3 separate regions of the Mus musculus genome follow, and all the other regions are linked to region 1. Evidence: chromatin contacts called from public HiChIP or PLAC-seq data. All regions are on one chromosome and are shown on one strand. The core of a region is the stretch at or near the end of the contact, and the rest is flanking DNA. Distances in the headings are between cores, read along the strand shown. Region 1 holds the start of Adgrv1 (adhesion G protein-coupled receptor V1). Region 2 holds the start of C130071C03Rik (RIKEN cDNA C130071C03 gene). Region 3 holds the start of Tmem161b (transmembrane protein 161B).

The links. HiChIP or PLAC-seq counts read pairs in DNA pulled down with a chosen protein or histone mark.
Region 2: a contact with region 1 is called in an H3K4me3 HiChIP or PLAC-seq map of embryonic hindbrain, with 4 times the contacts expected there. The contact joins the promoter of C130071C03Rik here to the promoter of Adgrv1 in region 1. A contact is called at or near these places in 1 of 39 promoter capture datasets (hippocampal neurons) and 3 of 115 datasets of contacts at active chromatin or transcription factors (embryonic hindbrain, embryonic midbrain and forebrain).
Region 3: a contact with region 1 is called in an H3K27ac HiChIP or PLAC-seq map of embryonic stem cells, with 6 times the contacts expected there. The contact joins the promoter of Tmem161b here to the promoter of Adgrv1 in region 1. A contact is called at or near these places in 4 of 39 promoter capture datasets (embryonic stem cells, frontonasal cranial neural crest, hippocampal neurons and 1 more), 1 of 115 datasets of contacts at active chromatin or transcription factors (embryonic stem cells) and 1 of 9 other capture datasets (liver).

The regions. Positions count from the first base shown.
Region 1 is chr13:81,630,916-81,635,419 of GRCm38.p6, forward strand. Adgrv1 (adhesion G protein-coupled receptor V1) reads right to left here and starts at 2,229. Exons shown (of 90, transcript NM_054053.4): 1 at 2,092-2,229. The coding sequence starts at 2,113.
Region 2 is chr13:83,718,170-83,722,753 of GRCm38.p6, forward strand. C130071C03Rik (RIKEN cDNA C130071C03 gene) reads left to right here and starts at 3,212. Exons shown (of 4, transcript NR_152245.1): 1 at 3,212-3,486. It overlaps Gm52046 (a long non-coding RNA gene), which reads right to left and starts at 3,486. Exons shown (of 2, transcript XR_003950632.1): 1 at 1-3,486.
Region 3 is chr13:84,219,984-84,224,537 of GRCm38.p6, forward strand. Tmem161b (transmembrane protein 161B) reads left to right here and starts at 2,313. Exons shown (of 12, transcript NM_175187.5): 1 at 2,313-2,451. The coding sequence starts at 2,449. It overlaps A230107N01Rik (RIKEN cDNA A230107N01 gene), which reads right to left and starts at 2,192. Exons shown (of 2, transcript NR_138587.1): 1 at 2,155-2,192; 2 at 1-1,907.

The DNA.
Region 1 (4,504 bases), core at 979-3,478:
CACAGTATTTCTAACAATTGTTTTTATTTCTATAAGAACATTTGTGTCCTAAATATTTCATATTATTATTCTATGACATCAAATACAATAGGAATTCAACAGCGTAAAACTAAATTATTTTCCTAAATACTGAGAATTTTAACTAACACTTTGTTCTTATACCTGATGGCATCAAGACTTGATGCTCTCACATAGTTAGCCTTTGCCTCACTGTGGACTTGGTATAGTCAGATTTCGTGAGTCTATAGGAGATTAAGGTAATGTTCCTAATATTCAGCATAATGGACGTCTAAAAGCACTCAGAAAAGACCCTTGATCTGGTTTTCATAACTGGGGATTTGAAGCAGAAATCTTGAAAGTTCCCAGCTTCAGTGTCACTGTCTGGGAATTAGGATACTGCTCTTTAGTTTATGATGATGATATGTCAAATAAGGTCTTTATAAAGGACTTCAAGGAGCTCATGACTAATGTCTTTGAGTAAGAATTGAATTGTACATATTCATCATGGAAATAAGGTGGTTCAGTTGTTCAATTTTGCTTGGATGCATTTGATATACTCATTGTTTTTTTAACAGATGCAACCTTGAGTGATGTAATTTTTAACTAGACTACATCTTTGCAATCACCTAGCACAAAGAGCTTGATTTTATAAGTGAAGAAACAAAATCCTGAAGAACAGTTTCATGTTCAAAGTCACTTAAGTTGTGGCAGAAGTGGGATATAATTCTCCAACACATGCAATCGCATGCATTTTTTTTGTAATAATTCAGAATGTATTTGTAAATCAGTAGGAGTTTACTACTTAGCCTAGGAAATCTCCCAGACATAAGTCTGGTACCTCTGCCCTGATTAAATGTCTACTGTCTTCTTTAATGTCCTTTCTCTTTATTTCTTTGCTCTAGTTCTTTGGAGAGATGACTCACAAAGAAGGAAGCTTTGGTTCAGGGATGGAAGATGGTTGTAACACTCAGTGCCAAATCACTTAAGGGGTATTTTGGACTTTTCCTGTCAAGAAGTAACATCTTAATTCCAATTTCTACAAATGTGCAGCTTATGAAGGGGTCTGCAGCCCCATAGGAGGAGTATTAATATGAACTAACCAGTAACCCCAGAGCTCCCTGGGACTAAATCACCAATCAAAGAAAACACATGGTGGGACTCATGGCTCCAGCTGCATATGTAACAGAGAATGGCCTAGTCGGTCATCAATGGAAGGAGAGGCCCTTGGTCCTGTGAAGGTTCTATGCCCCAGTATAGGGGAATGCCAGAGCCAGGAAGCAGGAGTGAGTGGACTGGGGAGCAGGGGGAGGGAGGAAGAGGATAGGGGATTTTCGAAGGGGAAACTAGGAAAGGGGATAACATTTGACATGTAAATAAAGAAAATATCTAATAAAAAAGAATGTGCAGCTTATAAACACATTATGTACATGTTAAAGGCTATAGATTTTGTAAGATGTTAGTTTACACAAGTTATATACAACTTAATGTTGTACCTTAAAGTTATTTTCTCAATGGAAATGAAAAATAGTTCAGGAAATTTAAAATATAAAAGAAATATGTGTGTGTATATACATAAGGAATTTTTACACTCTATGTTAATTTCAAACTCATCGGAAACAATGTGCTTGACTGAAACTCCCTGAAGCAGTAGGTATCTGGAACATTAACAAGATTCCTTTAAAGTTACCTCGATATTCACAAAAAGAAGTTTTATCTACCGACCACCTGCAGTTCTTGCCCAATTATTTTTCCAAGCCATCTTTGAAACTAGAGCCTGTGTTTCAACTGGGCAGAAAGAGATATGGGAACTTTTCGCTCTGCTCATCCCAGTCTCCTCTTCTCTGAGATGGCAGCTTTGGGAGCAGCTATGCAAAGCCGCAGCCTTGTGCAGGGACCAGGCATTTGTCCCGTTACCCGCAGCCCGCCACCCGCTTGTCCGTGCGGCCGCTACCCGCCCGCCTTCTGCGCCGCCCTCGCTCCTACCTCCAGCAACAGGTGCAAGCGGCGGCTGCCCGGGAACTGCCTAAGAGATGCTGTAGCCCTCCCCGACCCACTGGATTCCCTCAGCACCAACCCCAAGTCACATCCTACCTGGTTCTGAGGTCACCGACATCTGCGTGCCCTCCGATCCCCGCCGGTGCCGGGCCTCCCTTCACACCCAGGGTCCCCACCGCTGCCGTTCCTCCCTTCACACCCAGCGCAACCCTCTGCAACGCTAATCCTTTCCCCGCACTGTCCCTTCCAGCCAAAGACTTCATCCTCTCCCCTCCCCCTAGCGCTCCTCTGCTCCAATAGGACTCTGGCCCGGGGGATGGGCTCACCTGGTCGGTGGAGCGGGGGTGACTGTCCTGGCAGCAGGCTGTCCTCTGCGCAGCGGGCAGCCAGGTCCGCACTCCGTCGTGGTGAACTCCCCGCCTTGGCCATGACTAATGGACTCTTCCAGCAGTCAGGCGTCCAAGCTGACCTGCTGGGTACCACAGCGCTTGGCCGGTTCTCTTAGGCGCTAAACTTTGGAGCTGCTCTGCTGTAAGCGGCTCCCAGTCTTCTCTCCAGTTTGCTGAACCTAAAAGGGTGTTTCCTTTACCATCGATTGAAGCCCTTCTTCAAGTGTTCACTCTGAGTACTCATTCACTGATGAATTACTAGAAATGAAGGCGGTATCTCTATGCACACTTACAAGGCAACATCTTTGCCATCTCATATTGTATTAATACCTAGTTTATTACCTACTGTAATAATACCTAAGTTCTTCAAGGATTAAGGGAACCAAGTTTTTTCTGATAGCACACAGGGCATGTGTATGTGGGTCGTTATTCTCCCCTAGACTTAGTCATGAAGGCTCCATAGTGGGAAGAGCCGTGGTGGTTATCAGAACAATTGCAGCATCATTCATGGGAAGTTTCAAACAAGGAAAAAGACTAAGATTTTTGGTCCAACCCTCTGCCTCCACTTTTTGTGCTAATAATTATTTAATTTGATGTTCTGTTCATAGGTAAGAGTGACAGATCCCCCTGAAACTGAAGTTGCAGACAGTTGTGAACTGCCATGCGGGTGCTGAGAATTGAACCTGGGTCCTCTAGAAGAACGTCAACTTTCCAGACCCCTGCCTCCACTTTTTAATGAAAGAAGCAAGGTTATAAATTAAGAGCAGATTTAAAAAAAAAAAAAGTAGGAAAAGACAAAGCGACTAAATTAAATAGAAAGAGAGGCCAGTGGAGGATCCAAGATCCATTCCAAACTAACAGAATGGAATAAGCTTTAAGTAACAAACGGGGATCCAGGGACACAGTTATTATGAACTATTGCAGAATGCCTCATCTCAAAATTGTAGGACTCGGCAAACAGCTGGACATCAAAGATAAGGTTAGGCAAACTAGTTGTTGTACACCATATTCATGGGGCTGAAAATGCCCACGGCACGCACTACAAAAGGTAAGAGTAAACTGCTGCTTCTAGAAGCGGTGAACGAAGTGGACACAAGCGGGCGTGAGCTCTCAAGTCGGTAGCATAGTAAGAGGATTTAAGGCGACAGAGAATCAAAATCATGAGCCAGTTATCCAGATAATCATAAAGCAAAACAAAAAATGGGAAGACGGAAGTACATTTTGGCTTGGTTTGTTTTGCTATTTACAGTGTCTCAAACTCTGTCCCTGTAGGTCGGAGGTTCTTAGTCCTTAGTCCTTCTTTCCCGAGTCTCATCTGCAAGCTCACCATGCATGTGTGCTCTGTGTGTGACATTCCTCCTAAGCATTGACATGAAAATTCATTCCCCTAACCCGTTCCTTCAGGATCATAAGTAATTCACTAACAATAATCACTGGGTGTTTAGGATACAGAGGAAGAGGAGGGCACTGTGGGAAAAACAGCAATTGAAGACATGGTGCTGAATTTATTAAGCTCGCATTCTTTCTGGGGTGAAAGTTCAATCAACTCAATGTCAGAATATGAAAAACAAAAACTTACTGGCCCAGGAAGTTGTAGAGACACTATGTTGGTCAGTTTTCACCACTGAAGCAAAACACCTAAGCCAAGCAACTGATAAAGAGAAATGTTTTGTTTTGGCTGCGGACTTTTTGTTTTTTGTTTTGAGGTTCCCAAGTGTGATCTGTTGGACCACGGTTTTGCATCTGAGTTGAGGCAGCACACAGTATTAAAAAAAAAGAAAAGAAAAGAAAAGAAAAGTCTTCAGCGGGCCCAGAGAACAAAAGAGGAGGAAAGGCCGGTTGTCTTACTTGTAGGATACATTTCCAGTGACCTAAGGAGACCTACAGTCTCTCACAAAGATTCTTCTACCTCTTGAAGGTGCTACTCTGGCAACCAAGCCACACGGGCCTTAGGGGACATCTAAATGCAAATTGTAGCTGTTATTCCAAATGAAAAGAAATATGTTGGTTTTTCAAGAAGTGCCAAAGACCAGCATTGACTTGGAGAGGGGATCTGAGAGAAGGGGTGTCTGGTCTGGGAATGGTGAAACAAATGACTTGAAGTCAAATTGTGGGTCCAA
Region 2 (4,584 bases), core at 1,962-4,461, 2.1 Mb after region 1:
ATTGAGCTGTGTTAATCATTGTGAGGACTATCAGCAGTGACTACCTGTAAATAATTTTTTTTTTACAAGTCTCTGAAAGATAAGCAGGAAAAATGTTTCTTGTGGTGGTAAAGGTTCAACTGGAGCCATTAATATGTCCTAATCAGCGCTGCTTGATAGTGAAGGTTCTGGCCCTCCTGGCTGTTGCAAAAGCCTTTGTTTGTTTGTCTGCTTGTTTGTTTTAATCAGGATGGACCAGTGAAGACAATCAGACAGCACCCCCACAGACACCACTATTTTCGGGGCAGGTATAACTCTCTACATGAATCTCAATTTTAGGTCTCTCAGGCCAGCTGAATACTGGTAGCAACAGTGGAGAAGAGTCTAACATAAACCTTTCTCCTCAGTGAGAGGATTTGGAGAGAGAAACCTTTTTCCTCTTCCTTCTCTTCCTCCCAGAACCAGGTCACATTTCCAAGTCTCTCCTGGAAGCCACACTCCCAGTGCCAGCTGCACACTGCCAGACATACCTTGGGGCTTTCCTGACTTCCTCACAGAAAGTTCCACAGCTTGCCAACAGGCAGCCTGTGTGTCTCTAGGATGTCAGCAGCTATCTGGTGTCTACTTTAAGATGTCTAGCCCGTTTTGTGAGTGTGTATGAGCAAATCTGACAAGGTATACAAGTTAAAAGGAAAAACTGAAGTGCAATCTATGAAGTTGTCTATCTCAGGTATTAAGAGAAGTTTTTGCAAAGAGAAGTTTTGTGGAGACCTTCTTAAACCCAGCCACAGCTATCTTTGGACTTTCTCTATGTCTTAAACATCTGTAATCTAAACCTATGATTGTCACACCCTTCTGCCTCCTCTGGCAATGTCTCATAATTTCAAACAAAGGCAGCCAAACATCTACAATTAGTATTCAACAGGCAAAGGTGGTTAATTATTGTTCGCCTGTTAAATGATGACATATCATAAAGGCTCTATCTCTGGCCTGTCGTTGCACTACAGTCTGAATGCTGTCCTTCTACAAACACTCACTTCACAATGTTTGGGAGATGCTATGGGATGGTGAACTTTTATCCTTGCATGCCGGATCCATATCAATGCAGCTTTGTAAGTCTGGGAGGGCACCGCTGTAGCCAGGATGTTTGTTCTAGGCAGCGTGATGCCGACGACGCACAGGCTGGGTTCTGGCTCTGTGCTCTTAGTTTGTTTTCTTGTTTGTGCTCTCCTAAACAACCTTGAAAATCCCAGACAGGGTGGTGAAATATGACCTTCACTTTATATAGTTCATAGCCAGCTCGTTCTGCTCAAGGAAAATATATTTATTTGCCTTCAACTAACTTAATTTAAAAAAAAAAAACCAACTTCGTTTTCCATTTTACTTTAAGCCCACGGTAGGCATAAATCAGCAACATCTTCTAACTGTTATCCTGAAATAAAATTTGGAGGTAAATGAGTCCTTATACCAGGTGCTAAACAAAATAATGCCTGGGAAATTCTTCCTGCCCTATGATACGTGCATAAAGTCCAGCAATCGTAGCCTCTCAACTAAGTATACACACCCATAGTGCTGCGATCCATTTGGTAGTCTCACTGTAATGGCAGAAAGGAGATGGTTACCGCGACACCATTGCTATTATTGAAATTAAACAGCTTTGGAAGATATAATTGCTAATAAAAGGCTTCTTCTCCACGCCCCTCAAGGGTTTCCTCCCCCCTCTGACATTTTATGACGCGCCATTCAGATGAATGTAAGTAGAATTATGTGGAACCTAGCGGCCTACTGTACAAGGTCGCATCTAGAGATCAGCAAGGAAATGAAGATGGGGGGGGGCTCACTGTGTTTAGGTATGATTGTCTGAGAAAAAACGCACTCGAGTGTTTAGATATCGATGTTTTAAAACTTTTTCTCTTTATGAATTTTTCAAACCGACCGCGTGCACCCTCCGTGACTCCCCCGTGTCTGTGCATTAAAGGCGTCCATGAAATCATTGTATGGGGCTGGTTTAATGCGGTTAACAGAGAACTAAAGGGTTGTCTGTGTCGGAAAGCACGGTCCCATTTCTAATCCCATCACGTACTGAAGCGGTTTTGTGTGAATCTGTGGCTTCCACCTTTATCCACCCTGGATGTTCCTACTCAGGAAAACCTTTCCAACCGCTCCCAACTTCGGACGGTTGGCAAAATATCTTGTTTTCTGCCCTACTGATTGCTTTTCATTTTCAGCTTATTTTCATCTTACTTAACAATAATAAATGATCCTTGCAGTGTAAAACCTCAGTTTAAATGATCCGTCGTGCTCCAGCCTCGTTTTTTTTTTTTAAACTTCGAAATGTAATGTCAAATACGTTTAACTTGCTCCTGTCTTCAAGATGCAGGAGACCAAAACTACTTTTGTGCCAGATTTTACCTTCTTTCTTGCTCAGAACGTGCACTGCGCGCTTATATACACACATGCGTTCACGCGTGAGCACAAACACAAACGTACACACCAATACACACACATATAGAGAGGGGGAGGGGGGAGAGAGAGAGAGAGAGAGAGAGAGAGAGAGAGAGAGAAAGGAAGGAAGGAAGGAAGGAAGGAAGGAAGGAAGGAAGAAAGAAAGAAAGAAAGAAAGAAAGAAAGAAAGAAAGAAAGAAAGAAAGAAAGAAAGAAAGAAAGAAAGAAAGAAGAGGAAAGGGCATAGAAGAGGCAGAGATGCCCAGAGGCAAGCGGAGAGTCGGGGCTCCGCTTAACCCGGGCATTGGGAAAGCGGGGCTGGAGGTGGAACAGGACTCAACCGACCGCAGCCGCTCAGGCCACGGCGTTAAGCCGCCAGTGAGGGTGAGGATGCCCTGCGGGCTTCCGCACTTTTCTGAAACCAAACAGGATGGCTAGGCTCCCCGGCTGAAGTAAAAGTTCCGGAGGGTTTGAAGGCCGTGGAGAGTCACCTCGCCCGAGCAAGGAGGCTGCCTGGGGAAGCGGCCTCGTGGGCTGGCTGAACTGGGTGGAAGCCCTCGCAGGGGGTCCTGCGGTGCTAGCTTTTGTACCGCCCCGCCTAGGCCAGTCCGGAGCTGACGCACCAGCTCCCCAGAGACGCTGGGGGCGTCGCACTGCAGCTGGGTGGGGAGCAATTTATTCCTGGCGGTCACATCCCACCCCATCTTCTGTTACTCCACCCTACCCCTCCCATCCCTCCACCTCTTCCTCCTCCTCTTCTACCAACGCCCGCACTATCTTCTGGTTCTTCTCCTCTTCAACCTCCATTCTCCCCCTCTCCCTTCTTTTCCTCTCTCTTTCACCCTCCCCCACTCTTTCGTGTCTCTTTCCTCCTCTGAATAACCAAGCTGTTTTGCTTCCGAAAGTAGAGAGAGAGGGAGAGAGAGAGAGAGAGAGAGAGAGAGAGAGAGAGAGAGAGGAGAGAGAGGCCTTGCTGTGAATGGAAGACAGGAGGGACTCTGGTACATCTGGGAGTGGAAACTTGATGCTTCTGGGCTGTGATTTGCCAAGGTCTCGCCAAAGGTGAGTACTCTGGGGGCCCGAAGAGCTCTCACTTGGAAGGGTCCAGACCCCGCCCAAATCTGAGAGTCTGGTGGTAATCAAACAGCGGTTAAAACTGGGATGGAGTGAAGGTCGGGGAAGGGCTACAGCGTAAGGGTTCCAGAATAAATGGGTGCCAGTGCGCCTTGTAGCTAGCTTGTGGCTCAGGCTCCCGCCTAGGGCTGCTTCCCAACCTGCTAAGGTCATCCGAGACGGCTGTGACTTCTAGAGCCCTCTCCCTATGCGGACCTGCACCTCCGCTCCTTACATACCCTCGTTCAAGTGACGCTTTGGTATCAGGAAGTGAGAAAGTATTCTTCTCTCAGACCTTTAAAAGGGAAAGTTTGGCAAGGTGGGCGCTCTTTGGTTCTACTATCCCCTCGATTCTAACCTAGGATCCCTAGATTGTACAGGATATTGTTATTTTCCTTTTATAAAGAATGACTTTAACGAAAATTCGTATGTAGTCAAAAAGATTATTGGATCACCATGACTGATCAGCTGCTGCTGACCTACCAATAAGCGTTATTTAAATATACACGCACATTCGTGCGTGCCCCCTACACGCAAACACACTCGGGGGGGGGGGGGACGTCTATATGTAATGAGTAAGACAGCTCGAAGTTACCAAGAATTAAGAGGGAATCAAAAAGGCTTTTAAGTGTTATGTATGCATCTTCCATTTGTGTGCAGATTGGGGTGGGGGGGTGCCTGTCTGTTGCGTGTGTTGTCAGCTGGTTCTAGTTTCTAAGCACTGAGTGTTGCCAAAGGCTGGAGCCAGCACCCACCATTCACCTTGGCACCCTAGCGGCAGAACAGGACTCATTTGTTTGGTGCCAAGAGGTGAGGACCTGGAAGAGACTGGGGTGTAGTTAGGTCGGGGGGGGCCCCCTGCCATCCATTACACCTGCGGCAGATGGCTCAAGTGGTAGAATGGTTTTGTTTGCCAGAATCAAGAAGGGAGGAGGAGAAAATTCAGCCTCGCCCTACTGAAAAGAAGTACAGTAAAGAGCCAGAGAGATGAAAGAAGCCATCAAAACCAAGGATGCTGAGTCCTGGGCAGTTAATGACCTTGATACC
Region 3 (4,554 bases), core at 1,063-3,562, 2.6 Mb after region 1:
AGGCAACCATTTTCCTCTAGTGGCTTTTTGGAACAATTGCAAAATGTTCCACTAACCATATATGGCAGAACATGACCAATAAATCATTGTTACTGGTACATGATTTTTCTAAGATGGCCAATAAAGAATTTTAAGTACAATTTACCTAAGGAAACAAAACCCAACTTTCCACATAGTTACAGACTAATTACCATTTACAAGAAATAGAAATCACAGAATAAAACATATCATATTCAGTAAAGGAAAGAGAAAAGTGTTTGAATTTTTTTTAGAGGTAAAACTATTAACACATTTTGTTAAGACGGTTTAAGACTTTTAAAAATTGATTTTTAAAATTGGAAGAGTTTCAGGCCAGAGTGCTCATGTAAATACTATTCTGTTGATATTTATACACATCTGAGATCAGTTCGTAGAGAGGACATTTTAAATTATCACAAACCCCACATGGTAAGCAGCCATGACTTTTATCAAAGACTGTGATCATAACTAATTTGCCAAAAAGATCTTTTCATCTTCATCATCACATTTCCTCTCTTTCCTTTTCATAATTCTTTCTCTGAATCTTTGTCAAAGACTTCTATACATTTAAGAAATAGAAAATGGTCAATAAAAAAAAACAGGTAATTAGTAGAATATATTGTTTTTTAATAGGACAAAAAGACTTGATACAGTTGTAAATGTAAACATATACACACTATGTGAAACTAAAGTATTTTAACCAAGGATTGTTAATCAATGCGCCATGTACAAAATAGAGAATATAGAATCTGACAGTCTATTGAAAGTAATAAGGTAGTAAAAACTGATTTCTTGTTTTTCCTCTGGCAGGAATGGATTCTATCCTGCTAATAATTCCTATCCTACTGTCATATAGGAGAAGATGTTTTCTGATCCTTAACAAGGCTGCCAGGTTTAGGACAGATGGAAGACCCACTGTGTCACAAGTGAAAGACAAGACTTCACAGAATGTGATGTCACTGACAGGCTGATAGGCACTCGCCACCTCCATCTTTTCTTTCTCAAGGATAGCAATGGCTTCCCCCAGATACAGGAGCGGTCAACCGGAGTCCTTCTTTACTATACTGCAGTTGCCCTGGGGCCTGTCTATTAACAGGCTTGTTTCTATAAAGCAGTAACAGAACCCTTGGGGAAGTTCTCAGTTTCACAAACTATTCCTCAAGGCTATTGGTCTCGGAGTAGCTTCTCTCATTTCTTATAATTTCTCTATCACCTGTCACCCTATCTCCCCCCACCATTAAAAATTAACATAATGTATAAACTTTGTTTCTGTATCCTTTTGAAACAGCACCAATCTAACATCTCTAGGTAGCTCAGGATTGTTTCCCAGGGTCCTTGGGCCAGTTAGAGGTTGAACATCATAGCTGTTTCATAGTTGCAAGTTTGTGCAACCTTGACTGCTGAAGATGAATTTCCTCCCCAGTTCTGACTCCACAAGAGAACCACATTATGGTAAAAGGTATCTCACGGAGAAGGGTGAGATAAGCATGTTTCCATAAGGATCGTTAAACGGTGTGATAATTTCTGGGCCAAAGATGCTCTGTGTCCTTATTTCAAACTTACCTCTATGGTTAACCCTCATCACAATATAAAGGCAAGTTCACTGGTACAGATTTGGAAGGAGGGAGGTGTCATAAAGCATAAATGTGTGTGTATTTATGTATGTATGTATATGAGAATGTTGTAAGGCCCTTTTTGTTCATATTGGTATTAAGTAGGTAGGAAATGTCCATACTGAATTTTCTTCTTAGCTCCTCTGCTCTTTGTAGATATCCTCTGGCTTGAGCTGGCGTCTGTGAAGAGCAAAGAACTTCTAAAGGTCACATTCCATTGACCTAAGAGAGGAAGGTGCTTGGACAGCATGAATTTTTAACTGAGATTCCAAGGTACTGCGTAAGGAAAGCGGACAGAAAAGAGGCTGGCTGAGCTAAACAATTTCTGAATGATCTCAGCATGAATACAGCCAAGAAGGTTCTTTACCCTCAATAAACCGTCAGAGTACGAGGGCTACACCCACCCAGCTGATCCCTGCAGCAGCACAAACCGACCACCAGCGCCCGCGAAAAATACCGCACCTACCTAGGAATCCTGCGGGCATGCCGCCCCGCCCCGCCCTGCCCCGCCCCGCCCACCTACCTGTGCGCCTGCGCCCCTGCGTTCTCAAGGTCAGCCCCGCCCCCCGCCCTAGCCTCACACCCACGGAAGTGGCTTTAGAGAACGCCTTGCGGCTCCTCCTCTCTGCGTGGCGTGGGGTCGCTGGCGGTCCGGAGAGGGAGGAACTTCCTGTCCCATGCGGGCAGGACTTCCGGCCGAGCCGGAAGACCTTTCCCTTCGCGGTTTCGAGAGCTCCGTTTTGCAGAACCTGAAGGGGAGATTCTGGACGGTCCCGGGGACTCTAGACTGTCTGTCCCACGACCTGTTCTTGGCGTTATGGTGAGTCTTGTGAGGATGAGAGTGACAACCTTCAGGAGGAAAGGACAGGGAGGTCAGTCTGTGAAAGGAGCCGGTTGATGTCCCTGCTGGGAATGGAACCTGCTGGAGCGTTGGGATGAACCGCTGGCAGGACCCCAACCTTCCCAGAGTGCGCGCGGCCGCCGCCGGGGTTCCAGACAGCCGAGGGACCTGTGGGGTTGGAGAGGGGCGGGTCTGTCGGAGTACCCAGTCTAAGGAGTCTGCCCTCGCGTGTGTCCTGTGGCGCCAGGTGGCCCACTGATGACCTTGCTCTACCCACCACGTTGTCCCTGCCACCTTTTCCCGCCGCAGGCTTTTGGCTGAGATTTTAAGGACGCAGCAGTGCCTTTTTGCACGCTTGCCTGTCTCCTTGGAGACAAGCAACGCCGAGGCACTTAAGACAAAATTGGCTTCTCTTAACACTCAACTAGAGCAGAACTGAAAATCAATGTCACTTTTAAAGAAAATGTCCAGGTTGAGTCCCAACAGATTTAACTTGAAAGGAAAAATTTGTAATTTCCTATTGTACATCTCTATCGAAGGAGGGAGCACAGCTTGAGCCATATTATTTGCAAGTGTCTTAAAGGTTAGGTGAGAAGGATACGTAAACATAAAAAGAACCTGGTGTGAGAGATTGGAGGGAAAGGAGTAACCGAAGGGTGTTTTACCGTGAGGCCAGTCATTCTCAGAGTTCTCTGCTGTTTTAGTCTGAAAGGACAAGGTTCAGGGACTTGTACAAAGAACGTCTTAATCAACTGTAGATAAGAAGCAATGGGTGCTGACTGATCACACAGTTCAGGAGTTAATTGATGAAATGAATGGGATTTCGAAACATCTAAGTTTGGCTTTATTGGGGGACTATGAGAGGAAGGCAGGTGGTTGTGTAGGGGCTGGTGACTGCAGTCAACTACTTCCTGGAACATAAAAGGATTTAAAAAAGATAGTTGCTATTTCCAAGGTCCTAGGGTTCTGGTAAAGTTGAACAGGCAATCAGCCACATGAACGATTTCAAACCATCTGCAGAGACTTCTATCTTGGGTTCAAGCTTTAGTTGACTATGCTGCTGCCTTTTTATGTAGACCACACTGCCCTCTGATTCAGAGATCTGTCTGCCTCTGCTTCCCAAGTGCTGGGATCAAATGCATATGCCACTACTCCCAGTTTGGCCATGCCCCTTTTTTCAGGATTAATATTGCTGTTTTGTATGACTTACTAGAGAATAAAAAAATCACCTGGTTCCAGTTGCAAACTACCAGGTGACTTGTTTCTTTTAATGTTTTTGTTTGTTTGTTTGTTTGTTTTAGTGTTTTGAACCTCTGAATAGTATGGCTTAGATTCCTTAAGAGAGTTCTGTTTTCATTTGAGATAGTGAAATTAGAGAGGGAACGTTAGAACTAGAAGGAATTAAAGTCTAGCAACCTCCCCATCTCTTCAAATTTTACAGAAGGAAGAATGTGGAGTTTAGAAGCAGGCAGTGTTATACCTGAGGTGAGGTCTAATAAACTTGGTCTTGTCTAGGAAGTTGACACTAGTATCTAAATAAAATGATTAAATACACGATAGTCACAGGGAAGCTGAATTAGAGTGTGTTCTCTGCATCCAGAGAGCCACAGAACCATTCTGGCCGCTCTAAGGAAGTAGATATATTTTCAGCTAATCTCTTGGTGACACTTCACAATGTGGGGCCTGGTTGTCCCCATTGTGACATTGATCTGTCTTGTTTTTGAGTTAGTTACTTGACTAAAGTTAAAGTTGTTCACCGCTATGAAGTTGATGTTTGTGTATGGAATTGCCGTCATTGCTTGGAATCCTTTAAAAAAATAAAGCAAGGATGGTCGGAATTTAGGTTGAGCTTGGTTGAATTAACAGTTTGTTTTAAGTTGTGAACCATACAGTGAGAAGAACACTCACTAGACATGAACTCTCAAGACCCAGATTCTACCCATTAGTTTACATACATGCATTTGGTAAGAGTTTGAACTCTTTGAGAAGTTCTAAATTCCTGGCAAAAGTAGAATTGGCTTTTAGTCATCTTCTGATTCTTTACATTCAGTGACTTAGAACCTTATTTCATGACAAATACAA